2 separate regions of the Mus musculus genome follow, and region 2 is linked to region 1. A link is a contact called in public Hi-C data. All regions are on one chromosome and are shown on one strand. The core of a region is the stretch at or near the end of the contact, and the rest is flanking DNA. Distances in the headings are between cores, read along the strand shown.

Region 1 (6,382 bases), core at 1,222-3,721:
TGCGCGTGTCCTGTAGCTTGAAGACGTGGCAGGCCGAGCTGAGACAGCCAGAATTACAAGGGTTCGCACAGGCGTCTCTGGCCACATGCATGCTGCAGATCTGGCCCCTGGAGGATGTGGAGGAACTCTGCACCTGGGCCTTGCCACCAGTCCCCGCCCGCCCAGCACTGCCTGTGGGATTTGTTCCAAGCTTCTTTTCCCTGTGGTCCCATACTCCACGGGAGTACACCCCTCTGGCCTGTAACACCTCCAAGGCAGGGACTATAGAACGCACTAGTTACCCGGCTACATGGCATGGTCTGGGTCCTGCAGCACCAAAGCCTCCCTGACCAGCGGGAAACCGCTGGCCGCAGCTAGCCGCCTAGTAGTGCATTCACTCTTAGGAACGCCCATGAAACTACTGTCCCAGAGGCTCTCTGATGCTTACTTTGCAAGGTTCTTCCCAACTCCTCGCTACTTAAAACGGCCCCCAAGCGATAAATCCCGCTTGGTTTAAAAAAGAAAAACCCAAATACTCTTTAGAAAGGAGCTTTAGCATCAAGGTGGAGGCGGGTCAAGTCTCCAGCCCTCCGGACCACCAAAGACTAAGAACGAATGAAGGGGTAGGGATCCAAGCATCTCATGCCCAGTAGAAAGAAACATTAGCTCTCTCGGTAGCAACTGAATTCAGGTTCTGGTAGGTTTCAAAAAATGCAAGTCAAGCTCTCCTACGGGGTTTTACAAAAGTTATACACAGCTTTTTAAAAAAAAAAAAAAACGGGCTAAAGATTTTATTTTCCCTATGCATAACCCACGGCTTAAATATTATCTGCCAAATCAACCTAAAAATAGCCCTTAACTACCTGAGTGTATTAAAACAACTGAGAGCCCTGGCATCTTAAATTCTGAGATAAACTCCCAGTAGCAAGTGAATCACCTTGCTGCAGCCCTTGTTTTTCCAAAAGTCCTACGAGGCAGCAATCACACAGCTTGTTAAGGATAACACATATTCTAAGGAACAAGAGCGACTGAGTTTTAGTGGGATGCAGGGGAGGAGGAAGGCCATCTGGGTAATCAATAACAGTAAAGTTATAGATTTTTATCCCAGTCAACTCCTTTAAAAGCAAGAATCAATTATGAAAATAAAATTATTCTAAACCAGTACTGCCCAAGAATATGTTCACAATTAACGTCACAGTATTTAAAAAATTAAGAAAACCTGAATTCAGGCTCATTTTTTTCCTTCATTTTAATTTAAGTCTAAACTATTTTGGTAGCTTATTTCAATCAGCAAGTATAACCAAGTAATGTATGCTAATATATAAACTTACAGTTTCTCAAAACTCACATATTTTCTCTCTAGTTATTGGTAAATTCCTATAAGAGTAAAATAATGACACAAAGATAGCTAAATCTAAATTATGAAATAAGGATCAAAAACATATCTGGAGTAGTTTTTGTCCTGTTCTGTATTTTTAACAGCATATGGAAATTACTAACAAGAGATTTATGGTTATAGACTGTCATCCTATCCCCTCCTTTACACATACACAGCAATTCTCCAGCTCTTGGCAACAATGGGATGGGAGGGAAAGAGAAGGGGGGGGGGACTACAAAATTTAAGTCCTTTCTTAAGCTCCCCTTCCTGCTCTCATTTGCCTTCAAGCCAAAGACAGTTTGTTAGAGTCTGCACCTTCTGCAGAATGTTCAGAGACTTAAAACCAAAAGTGAAGCTCACTGAAAGCACTACTACTTTGCAGGAATTGATCCAGCCATACCCAGAGAAGAATCCCTTCTATGAAGACTCTCCTCCTCACTGCAACGGTAAGAAAAGAGGATAAAAAAGAAAATGGGACTATGAAACGAGTGAGAGCATTTGGCTTCTGTCTAGTCCCATTTTCTCACCCCCCACGCCCCCTTTATCAAGTGCAGTGTGGTGGCTGCTGAGGTCCCAAGCTTGTCCTCTCTCTCTCTTTCTCTCGGATTGGCTAAAGCACTGACAGCTTGCATAGGGATTGTAGGAACTGAAGCTCCACCCCTTCACGGTGGCCCAGAACCATTCATAAACTAAGGAGAGAGAGAGAGAGAGAGAGAGAGAGAGAGAGAGAGAGAGAGAGAGAGAGAGAGAGAGAGAGAGAGAGAAGTGTGGGGGGCAGGTATCAGAGGACAGGGGGATGAGGTAGAGACTGCAAACGCAACCCAGAGGAGAGGAAAAACCCGGACTCCTTAGACCTGCACACCAGATACAACGTAAGCAACGATTTAGTCACACTAAAATAGATTTTGCTAGGGCCAAAAGTATAAATAACGAGGCAGAAAAGAATATCAAACAACTTGCAGCAGTTTGCACCTAGAGAAAGGCAGGAAGAACCCACCACAAACAAACCAACCCAATCCAAACAACGCCTCCAGTAGGAAGCCAGGAAAACTGCTACGACACAACCCCCTGAGAAGAGAGGAGACTAGCACGCTGAGACCGCGCGGGGCGTCTGCAAACCTCAGAGTGCGCTGCGGCCTGAGCTGTACTTCGCTGCTCTCCGGGCATTAATTACATCCTTCACTTTCCTTTTGGGGGAGGGTAAGGAAGGCATCACCTACGCTGAGCGAAGGCGTCCAACCATCGAGGGAGAAGTTTCAGAATGAACCACTGAATGTTTTTGTCTTATTTTTAAATTTACTTTGGCACTTATAAGACTTCATTTCCAGATATCTGGGCAATCGTGGCTGCTGCGGACATCTAAGCCTAGCCTCTTGGTAACCTAGTTTTTTCTCTCTCACGATTTCATCCATCTCTCCCGCACAAGGAGAGGCTCGTCTTTATTTTTGCAGGTACTTTCCCCCCTAAATAATATTATTTCTAATTTTCTGCGGAAGAAAGAAAAGAAAATTCCAAAGAGGGAAAAGAAAAGGCCAGCCGGCTATATCATCAGCCGGTCAGCCCAGGTGGAAAGCAAGAGTGAAATTGGGGCTTCAGGGGGAACGCACCGCCTTTCCACAGCCGCAGGGCCACCACCAGTGCGTGAGCCTTGGATCCCTCAACGTATTGCGAGACGCCGGTGTACAGCCCGGACCTGTGCCCCAACATGATCGCCGCTCAGGCCAAGCTGGTTTACCAGCTCAATAAATACTACACCGAGCGCTGCCAGGCGCGCAAGGCTGCGATCGCCAAGACCATCCGAGAAGTCTGCAAGGTAGTGTCGGATGTGCTAAAGGAAGTGGAGGTGCAAGAGCCCCGCTTCATCAGCTCTCTGAGTGAGATTGACGCCCGCTACGAGGGGCTGGAGGTAATCTCGCCCACCGAGTTCGAGGTGGTACTCTACCTCAACCAGATGGGAGTCTTCAACTTCGTGGACGACGGATCTCTGCCCGGCTGTGCCGTGCTCAAACTAAGCGATGGGCGGAAGCGGAGCATGTCTCTTTGGGTCGAGTTCATCACAGCGTCTGGCTACCTTTCTGCGCGCAAGATCCGCTCGCGTTTCCAGACACTAGTAGCCCAGGCGGTGGACAAGTGCAGCTACCGGGACGTGGTCAAGATGATCGCCGACACTAGTGAGGTCAAGTTGCGCATCAGGGAGCGCTACGTGGTGCAAATCACCCCAGCGTTCAAGTGCACCGGGATCTGGCCTCGCAGCGCGGCACAGTGGCCTATGCCCCACATCCCCTGGCCCGGCCCCAATCGGGTGGCGGAGGTCAAGGCCGAAGGGTTCAACTTGCTCTCCAAGGAGTGCTACTCGCTGACTGGCAAGCAGAGCTCCGCAGAAAGCGACGCCTGGGTGCTGCAGTTCGGTGAGGCGGAGAACCGCTTGCTGATGGGCGGCTGTAGAAACAAGTGCCTCTCGGTGCTGAAGACGCTGCGGGACCGCCACCTGGAGCTGCCTGGCCAGCCGCTCAATAACTACCACATGAAGACGCTGCTGCTGTACGAGTGCGAGAAACACCCGAGGGAAACGGACTGGGACGAGGCTTGCTTGGGCGACCGTCTGAACGGCATCCTGCTACAGCTCATCTCCTGCCTGCAGTGCCGCCGCTGCCCTCACTACTTTTTGCCCAACCTCGACCTCTTCCAGGGTAAGCCCCACTCGGCCCTGGAGAGCGCTGCCAAGCAGACCTGGAGATTGGCCAGGGAAATCCTCACCAATCCCAAAAGCTTGGACAAACTATAGAGTGCTGCCGACTGCGTGGAAAGCAACATAAATGGGCATGCTCTCCCAGAACACACAACAACAGCAAAAACTCGAAACACAAACTTTTATGTAAATCACCTGAAAGAACGGGAGTAGGCAGAAGACATCCTAATTAAGAAGCAAACAAAAGAGGGCAAACCAACCAACCCCCCCACCCCAAAAATAACATTCTTGCACAAAAATGATCGTTTCCTTCCAAACAATGTGAATTTAAAGATCGCACAAAAGAAGCAATCCGGCTTTGCGAACACAAAATGAAACCCAAGGTACATTTTTCAAATCAATGTATAGTAGCTTCCCTTCTTTTCCTTCTTTACGCCCGCCCCTCCTTGTTTTGGGTTGCTTGCGTGATTGTCACCAAGTGAAAATAATTATTTAACTATATGTGAAATTTCTTTTACAAAGTTTTACTGATGTGAAATGTGTCTCAGTGCCAATGTCAATGTGCCCCTGCCTCCTCCTTTTGCACCCCTAACCCCCGCCCTAAAATGTCTTGTTGAAACCAGTAAACCAGTAATAAAAATATTACTTTACATTGTAATTGGCTGCTTGCGGATTGTTCTTGAATGAAGGCAGATGAGATCACTTTCTAACTTACAAGATGTGAACTTGAACTAAATACAGGAAGCTTCCATTTGAACTCTGATTTGCAAACTTTAAAATACAGCATATTCTGGAGAATTAATTATATAAATCTCCCCCAAAATCCTTAGTAAAAAGTAAAATAAGTATTTTACTCAATATAACACATATTTTATGTTAATAGCAATATTTAAAAAAGAAAAGTGTGAAACAATATATTGTTAATCCTAAAATTTAAAATAATAAAAAAGCCTATTTAAAATTATATCAGGATTTTTTTAATGCTGTAAGGTTTTTTAAAATCTAGTTCTAAATGTTTTTAAAATTGCTTTTAAAGAATGAAGTCATGTCATGCTCTTTCTTCAACTATTCTTTTTAAGTTTCAACTAGTAATAATAAATAAAATTAGCAAGAAAATCAAAGACACCAAAAATAATAAAATAGTCACTGCAATATTTCTCTCCTCTAGCAACTGGTAATATGAACAATTCAGATTTATAACTACTTTGGTTTTTTAATGATTTAGTTATGAATGCAATAAACAGTATCATTTTAATTAAATTTCAAAAATTATTTTGAATCTACCTATATATAAAGGTCTTAAAACTATTTTATGACCTAAATAATTACTCCAAAAATTTAGAAATAGGAAAAGCACCTTCCATATTCTGCTTTCTCAGGTAACAATCCCATAGACTCATTTCAATGTTTCAACTCTGATAAGATTTCTTTTACATGCAATAAAATAACTGTTTGGAATAAAAAATAATTAGGAAAACTGAAAATATCCTAAAGAAACTGGTTTGTTTTCTGGCCAAAGGACAAGATTTGACCATGTGAAGTAAAGGAACAGAATATGTTAAATACTACCTCTAATATTTAAATTTTATTTTTTAAATTCATCTATTTTTTAATCTATAAGTGAAAGATATAGAAGAAAATGTTGTACAAGGCAGTATTCAGAGGAGAAGTCTGGGTGGGGGAGGGGCGCGTGGGGCTAAGAACAGGAGGACTAAGATTACTGAGCCCTGGGAAGCTCCCAGGGCTCTGAAGCACCAGGTCACTTGACAGAACAGGCATAAGCTCAGGCTGCCCTGGGAAAAGTAATTCTGTGTCAAAAATATAAGCTTAGGGGCTACCTACTTTGAAAATACCTTTGACCTTTCAATGTACTTAGTACCGGGTGTGTGTCTGTGTGTGTGTGTGTCTGTGTGTGTGTGTATGTTGTGTCTTCTTGTAAAAATAAAAACAAACTCATTAATTCAGTGCACTCACTAATTATTTTGAACAATAAAACAATTTATCCTCTTAAGGAGAAGGTCTGAATTTTAAGAAAATTTTCAAAGGAGTATGTTTGAAAATATAAAGCAATAGCTACTCAGAGGTGTACACAAATCATTTAAAGCACAGTATTTGGTGTAAAAGGTTAAAATGCTTTCTTAAAAAATGACTCATGCACAAGAAAAAGCATGTGTAGCACGGAACAGCGCTTCTTCCAACTACTTATGAAAAAGTTACTAAGTATTGACAAGAAAAAACAACCCAATTTGATATCCTCACATCCTTATTTAATGCAAGTTTTAAAAAAGGTTTTAATGTTAAAAATGTAGTCAAGAAAAGTGTTTACAATAAAAATA
Region 2 (6,747 bases), core at 1,658-4,157, 57 kb before region 1:
CAATGCCCGGCAGAAAAATGACTTCTTAATTCAATAGAATGTTTACTCTTGGTTCAAGTATCTCAAATACAATCAATAGTACATTCTAATGTTGTAGTAATAATCTTCTACAGGTCATATTTGTTTCATTCAAAGACTATGTTGTCATACACAAGAATTTCAACGTATTTACAGAAAAAGTAAAAATTTTCTCCTTGCATAACATGAAGTTGAGATTATATAGGAACAAGTGTGAAAATACGTATTCAATGTTCAGAACTCCAATATCTCTGCATGAGCTTCTACAACTATTTAAAATAAAACTAAATTTAAATTAAAATTTAAAGTTACATACCTATTATTAAAAGCTACAAATATAGCTAAGGAATAATCTATTCTATATCAAGTAATGACCCATTAGAAGTCAATTTTCTTTATAATATTTTCATGTTTTTATTTTGCATATTAATGTCAACTAACATTTGTGTCTAGAAATAATAGTTTTCACTATGGCTCTTAAGCAGACTAAAAATGCTTTCTAATAATTTAGACAATTACACATGGACTACAGCATCAAGAATCAACTAGCAATAAAATATATTTGGTATGCTAATTTGAAAAGTCATATGAAATACTTACCTATCTTTAAAAAAGATAGTCATAAAATGATAAAATTTATAAGATATTACTTTGTTTAGTCTCAAACTCTTACTTATATATTAACAGTATCAGAAACACATGTATGCTACAAACTCATCCAGAAGGTAGTCTTCTGCTTGGTCAAAAAATACTCAAGGTGAAAAAAAATTCACTGTGTTGCTGTAGCTTTTAAACAATGGATTTTTTTAAACAAGTTTATAAACAAAGAAAGTTATAAAAATGCAAAGCTGCTGCTGCATGCAACCTTATTGCAATCAGTATATCATTCCTGTGGCAATTTCTGTCACATTATATTATAAATATAATTTTTCGATAGAAACTGAATGATTTAAAAACTCAAAATAAACAAACAAAAACCCCAAGTCTTTAAGCAAATAACAGCTCACTGGCCAAGCACAAGGATACAAAGTATCCTGTAATGCTATGTACAGGTAGTGTTGAATTAGGGCTTCCTTAGAACCTACTCTTATGTTCAATGTTGGGGAGGAAAGAAAGAATAAACCACTGTAGGTTCTATCAGAAGACCTAGCTACGAGGAGAGATGACAGAAAACACACAAACTCAAGGGTGTCTACAGAAGTCTAAGGAAGGAAAATGCAGGAAGACAAGCAAGTGACCAATGCTGGAAGGTCGCCACTACTTCTGGACAAGGCAGACTGAAATAAAGTGTAAACTAACCTCTCAGTTACTCATCTAGAGGACTAATGCTTGCATTAGTAAAAAGTTGTGTGGGTTGTATAGGAGCTTATAAAAAAAGAAAAAGCTTGCCCCCTAAATGTGCTTATAATATCTGTCAACATATGCTAATAAGCAGGGAGAAATGCATGCATAGATGTTTTTATGTGAAGATTTAAAACATGGAGATTATAGAACAAATAAAAAAAAACATCAGCCTACATATATACAAATTAGAAATGTAACAAAGACCCCAAGTTTTATATATTTTCCCTTGTGCGACTCAACTCATAAACTACATTTTTCCTTCAAGTTCAACTTCTCTACCCTTGCAGTCTTGATGTATCTCATCCAGTTACATTTTAAATCCACAAGCAAAACTTTAGCTCAACTTTTAAAAATGGGACAAATTAGTAATTTTTTTGACTTTTAATATAAATAGCAATAGGTTAGATAAAAGACAAAGTTAATACATTAATCATTTGTTGTATTTTGTCCCCAAATATAGCCACTTATTAGAAGTAATCAAGTAAATACTATAGACATGGAAACTCCACAGCTGATTCAATAGTTAAACCACAGAATATTCATATTTATAGAGCATTGCACCAATTTGTGAAATAGTCAGGAAAACAAAAGACCTACAAATTATTCTAAAAATGATTGGAGGGGAAGGGAATAAAAATCACATGACAGTCGGTAAGATCTAAGCGATGAGGTCAACAGGGCAGAGGGTAAACTACAGATCCGATCTAAATAGAAACAATATGGTGTGTTCAAAAATGACATCCCAAATCGGGGTAAGTTAGTTCTTTAACAATGTACTTCTGTAACGTATTACCTCTGTTTGCCATAAAGATCTCCAGAGCTGTATTTTGCAAAAGATAACGGCGAGAAAAGATTGATCTTATCTCTGTGAACAGCCATTTTCCATGCAGACCTTCTGTATATGCCAAGATCTAGTGAGAGAAAAGATAACCCCAATTAAGTCACAGTATTCCGTTCTGCTAGAGCTGTTTCCCTCCAATTAAAATAGAAAAGGCTCTATTAAAAATTTCTAAGAAAAATAACGTAATAGATAATGAAATAGTTTGAAAGGAAAGGAAGAAAATGGGTTGTAATTAGTGAAAGGGCAACTTAGACGAAAACGTAGAGTGCCATTAGTAAATTCTTACTGACGATTACAAAGTAATCTATTCTCAGGAAATTTATGTAGCCTTATTTACTCATCAATTTTAAAATCTTTTTAGAGAAACAACGTTTCAGACGAAGCTTCAAAAGTAAGAATTCAAATATATGACATATGTTTTTGGCCACTTCTAGCAATGGATTTTTACATATGTGACTACAATTTTCCCAGGGGTGTCTTTTACCTGCTTTAAAAAATGCGTGTTAGCTCACTGGTAAGGTTAAAAAAATCTGAACACCTAAAGATTAACTGTAGAAGGGGTTAAGTATCATTTTGTCAGTCAAAGCTAAACACAACCCTGCAAATTAAGCTCAGTGTAATCTCTCCGTGGAGTGGGTGGCTGTCAGAGTAACTTGTTCCAATTCCTGTCATCCCATGTGACAGACACAGTTGCTTAAAATGCTTTGCCAATTCCAGGTAATCCTGCCTTTAGTTTTAAGCCACTCTGTTGCCTTGTTATTCAAGGTTTGTTTCCAAAAAAGACCATTTCAAAAGCGTAATTATGAGAGTCTGAAAGATTCAGCATGTCTCCAAGAAAATAAAATGTCGTCCTATCAAGCGCTGGTAAAAACTCTATGAGCTCAGTTAAGTTAAAAATTAAGATGAATTTCTGTAACTCAAGTCCCACTGAACAATACAAATGAACCAACTTGTGATTATGATACTGTGTGACAGGGGCAAAGATGGAATGGACATGAAGAAAAAACGAGCAGTGGTGGCCGACCCCACACCCCATCTGCTCACATCCACTTCCCAGGCCTGGACCTATAGTAACCTATATTCTTCAATGCACAATGCAGTTTCTTAGAAACAAAACAAAACAAACAAACAAACAAACAAACTTATTTCATTCAGTTACTTTTTTCAACTTTTCTATAAGAAGTACTGTTTCTGATATATGGGAAGTTAGAAAACAGATACAACTTTGAAAATTTCTACAAAATCCTCGAAGAACCAGACAAGTCCTCATTGCTCAATTGCTAAATTTATTTGGCAATAAATGTTGTATTTCTCATTTCCACAACAAATACTAGGGCAAACAAAACCCAGAGAAAGAAACAGAAAGGACAGATGGGGGGCGGGGAGGTTGTTTGTTTTGTTCTGAACTTCCTGTTTCCCTCTCTGCCAGCAGCATCTAGAATTCAGTTCTCACCTTTCCCACAACTGGAGATTTTCTCTTTATATCCTCTAGCAAACCCAACCACTCCAGACACCCCAAACTTTCTTTGTACCATCTCAAGTTATAATAGGTACTTGCTGGATTCTCACCTCTCCTGCTTTAGAGGTCAGAATCTCAGTTTTAGTTCAGGTTTTCTACAACCTTAACAATGGCATGAAAAATCATTTTTAAAATATGAGTCTAGTCTGGTAGCCTAAGCCCCACAATGGCGCCAATGCTTTGCTTTGCTACTCTCTCCGTCTCCCTCTTCTCATCTCCCCTTCTCTCCTTCTGTTTCTTGCATGAAATGGGTCACAAATGATATCTTTTGAGAATTTTGATTAGTGGGAAATATTGAGAAAATGGCTCTTTACATACATAAATATTCAGTTTTCTGATTTATTAGGAAAAGTAAGTAGTTGTATTTACTAATTTAAAATAAATAATCATTTATTATCTGATTTCTATGCACATGAGATTACCACCCTGCATTTGTCTAAACAATATATTGTTAAGAATATATTATGCATTATAGATTTTATATACTTAATATATTTAATGATTCTAGTCATAAGTAAAATGAGACAAGGTAAAGACTTGCTAGATATTGAAACAGTCTCTTCACAAGTTAGTGGCAGAGTCTAGTCTACTCCAAGTTTTCAAATCCCAAGGTCCAGAGCTTCCATTACAATCCACATTGTCATGCTCTTCAAAGGCATTTTACAGGCAGGAGTGCGCTGCACACATAAATCGCAGGACCCAGAAGGCTGAGGATTGTGAAGTCAAGGCTTCTCTAGCCTACAACTCAATGGTCTGTCTCTAAAGGAAAAGGGGCTGTGATTAAAGTAGAACTTGAACTCATAGAAATCTCAATAAACTATATTTCTTGTCCTTTATTTAGATTAACACTGAAAGGAGAGAACCAAAAGAAACGACAGAGTCCTATACGTGCCGTGGCATGTGAGAAGTGTCGTACTCTGGTGTGAAAGTTCCATGTCTCTTAAGCATAGAAGTCTCTGGTGCATCTTCCTGCACAGACATGCTCACATGGCCTGAGCTACCTCACTCTAGAGTCTCCATTCATTAACAGAAACAAGTATGCTAACATGCTGCTCTTAACATTTTTAATATACACTGGTAGGTCTAGGATTCACCAAAATTCCACATGTATTCTATTGACCTAAACCACAGTGCCATCCTCCTTTAAAATGTGTTTTATTCTAACAAATATAATTGAAAATTCCACTAAATGACATAAGCCCCATGTATACTCAATCTTATAAAATCTTACACTTTTGTCAAGTTGTTGATAAATTTAAAAATTAAAGCAGTACAGTATTGAAATCCCTGCACCTAACATTCCTGATGCACTTTTCCTTTCCTATAGCCCATCACTATCTTTGAGGTTTATCATTCATACATATGTTTCGATTACCTAATACATATTTCAAAAACATTGAAGCCAATGTTGCAATCTATGTGTCCAAACATGATATAAACAGTGGTATACTGAAAGAGTATCAAGGTGTGCTTCCAAAGTTAAATATAAAGTCTCATAGTATTTTCAAACTCAGAAAAACACAGAATTATGTACAACTGTCTAGAGACACAATTTTTAAAATCTTTTTTAAAAAAAGTCTAATTTAAACGAAAGTAGCAAATGGAAATACTGCTATAGTCAACGTGTAGCTTAAAATAGAAATGGAGACTCCCCTAACTAAAGAATTTCTACCTGAAATTGTGATAATAACATTTCTTGAAAGTATTCATTAGGAAGATATGTCAGCTCTGGAAAGCAGCCGAAGCCTGGCTGAACACAAGGTTCATTTCTTACTGGAACAAGAGTTGTGTGCCTGGTCTGAGGCTTCACTTCAAAGTCTCTAGAGTTCAATTAAAACTGGATTAGGTAGAAGCAGACCCTTCTTTGGGAGTTTCTGTTCACTGGAACTCTACATATACTGACAGCACCCTAGACAGAGGTCTAGCCCTCCAATGAATCAGTTGCTATGGCAACCGTATCATTACCATTGCTCGGCAGTTATAACCCAGACTCTAGAATAGCTTGAAAGCCTAAGCCCACAGCCTTCTCTCTGAATTCTTACCACTTTGTTTTATAATTTTTAGAGTTATTACTGAATTTAACTTTTAAAAATAATTAGTTTTAACAAAGCTGATTTATATATTAAATCTTAAAGTGAGTATGTTAGAATAAAAAAATCAATATTTACATATAATATACAAATATACTAAATTTCTTCCTATTAAAAGCCAAATGTAGCTTCTATGAAAGGGTATATATCATATTCTCTAAAAATACATGAATTTTTTGATACACTACATCTATAGCTTTCCAAAATTACATCAGAAAATTCTTTTACCATGCTACAGTTAATTTTAGCTTTAACATAAAGCATTTTATTTCACCAAAATCTTGTCTCATCCTCAAAAAAGAATAAAAATAGAAACTCACAATTTTTACCCCAACTAGATGATATCTTATTTATACTTAAAAAAAAAAGATTAGAAATATTTAAAGCTATGTTTGTTTCACTTAGGAAAGGAGCAAAGAGGGGAGGCCTTGTTACAAACAAAATACCTTCAGTAAAATTTAAATATTTTAACATTATTCAAGAAGGGAAAATTTTAGGTGGAAAAGTATTTTATCTAAAATATAGGAAATAGTTACACAAAGTCTGCATATAAAAAAATCAAGAAGGAGGAGTCTATATAATTGAAATTAAGGTCTATTTAAGGAACATACTATTAGTAAACTAGTCTAGCCACATTCACTTTCAAACACTTCCTAATTTCAGTGGTTTTACTCACTCAGTAACACAATATTGTTTTCTGAATAATTTGGCAAAAAGAAGCACAAAATCATATAATAAATAGCAACCATAGTATTTGGAATTCCACAATAAAATGATTTTCAAACTATTTGGACATATTTTCTGTCAAGAGAGATGTTTGCAATCTAGTGTATAAACCAGAAACTAATGCCATCAAGTAACAACAGTGCTCCAACTTAATGTTAAGGGGATATTCCCTGTGTGCCAAAATTATCGACCATAGGTATAAACTATAG

The links. A called contact is a pair of places that touch in the nucleus more often than the background predicts.
Region 2: a contact with region 1 is called in a Hi-C map of the N1E-115 cell line, with 4 times the contacts expected there. The contact joins the enhancer-like site here to the promoter of Mab21l2 in region 1. A contact is called at or near these places in 4 of 39 promoter capture datasets (embryonic stem cells, liver and macrophages), 1 of 484 Hi-C or Micro-C datasets (the N1E-115 cell line), 2 of 115 datasets of contacts at active chromatin or transcription factors (both in embryonic stem cells) and 4 of 9 other capture datasets (adipose tissue, embryonic stem cells, liver and 1 more).

What each region holds. Positions count from the first base shown.
Region 1 is chr3:86,544,372-86,550,753 of GRCm38.p6, reverse strand. Mab21l2 (mab-21-like 2) reads left to right here and starts at 2,471. Exons shown (of 1, transcript NM_011839.4): 1 at 2,471-4,704. The coding sequence starts at 3,063. The coding sequence ends at 4,142. All of the region lies in intron 40 of Lrba (LPS-responsive beige-like anchor), which reads right to left. Gm31677 (a long non-coding RNA gene) reads left to right here. Exons shown (of 5, transcript XR_375777.3): 3 at 1,740-1,803.
Region 2 is chr3:86,601,396-86,608,142 of GRCm38.p6, reverse strand. It overlaps Lrba (LPS-responsive beige-like anchor), which reads right to left. Exons shown (of 57, transcript NM_030695.2): 41 at 2,156-2,273. Among named protein-coding and RNA genes, the nearest start is that of Gm31677, 53 kb to the right of the region's middle. Within about 2 kb of position 2,907, at least 6 of the 459 cell types and tissues checked have an H3K27ac peak or open chromatin away from gene starts, as enhancers often do. A contact at or near this core is called in the N1E-115 cell line, where this site is marked.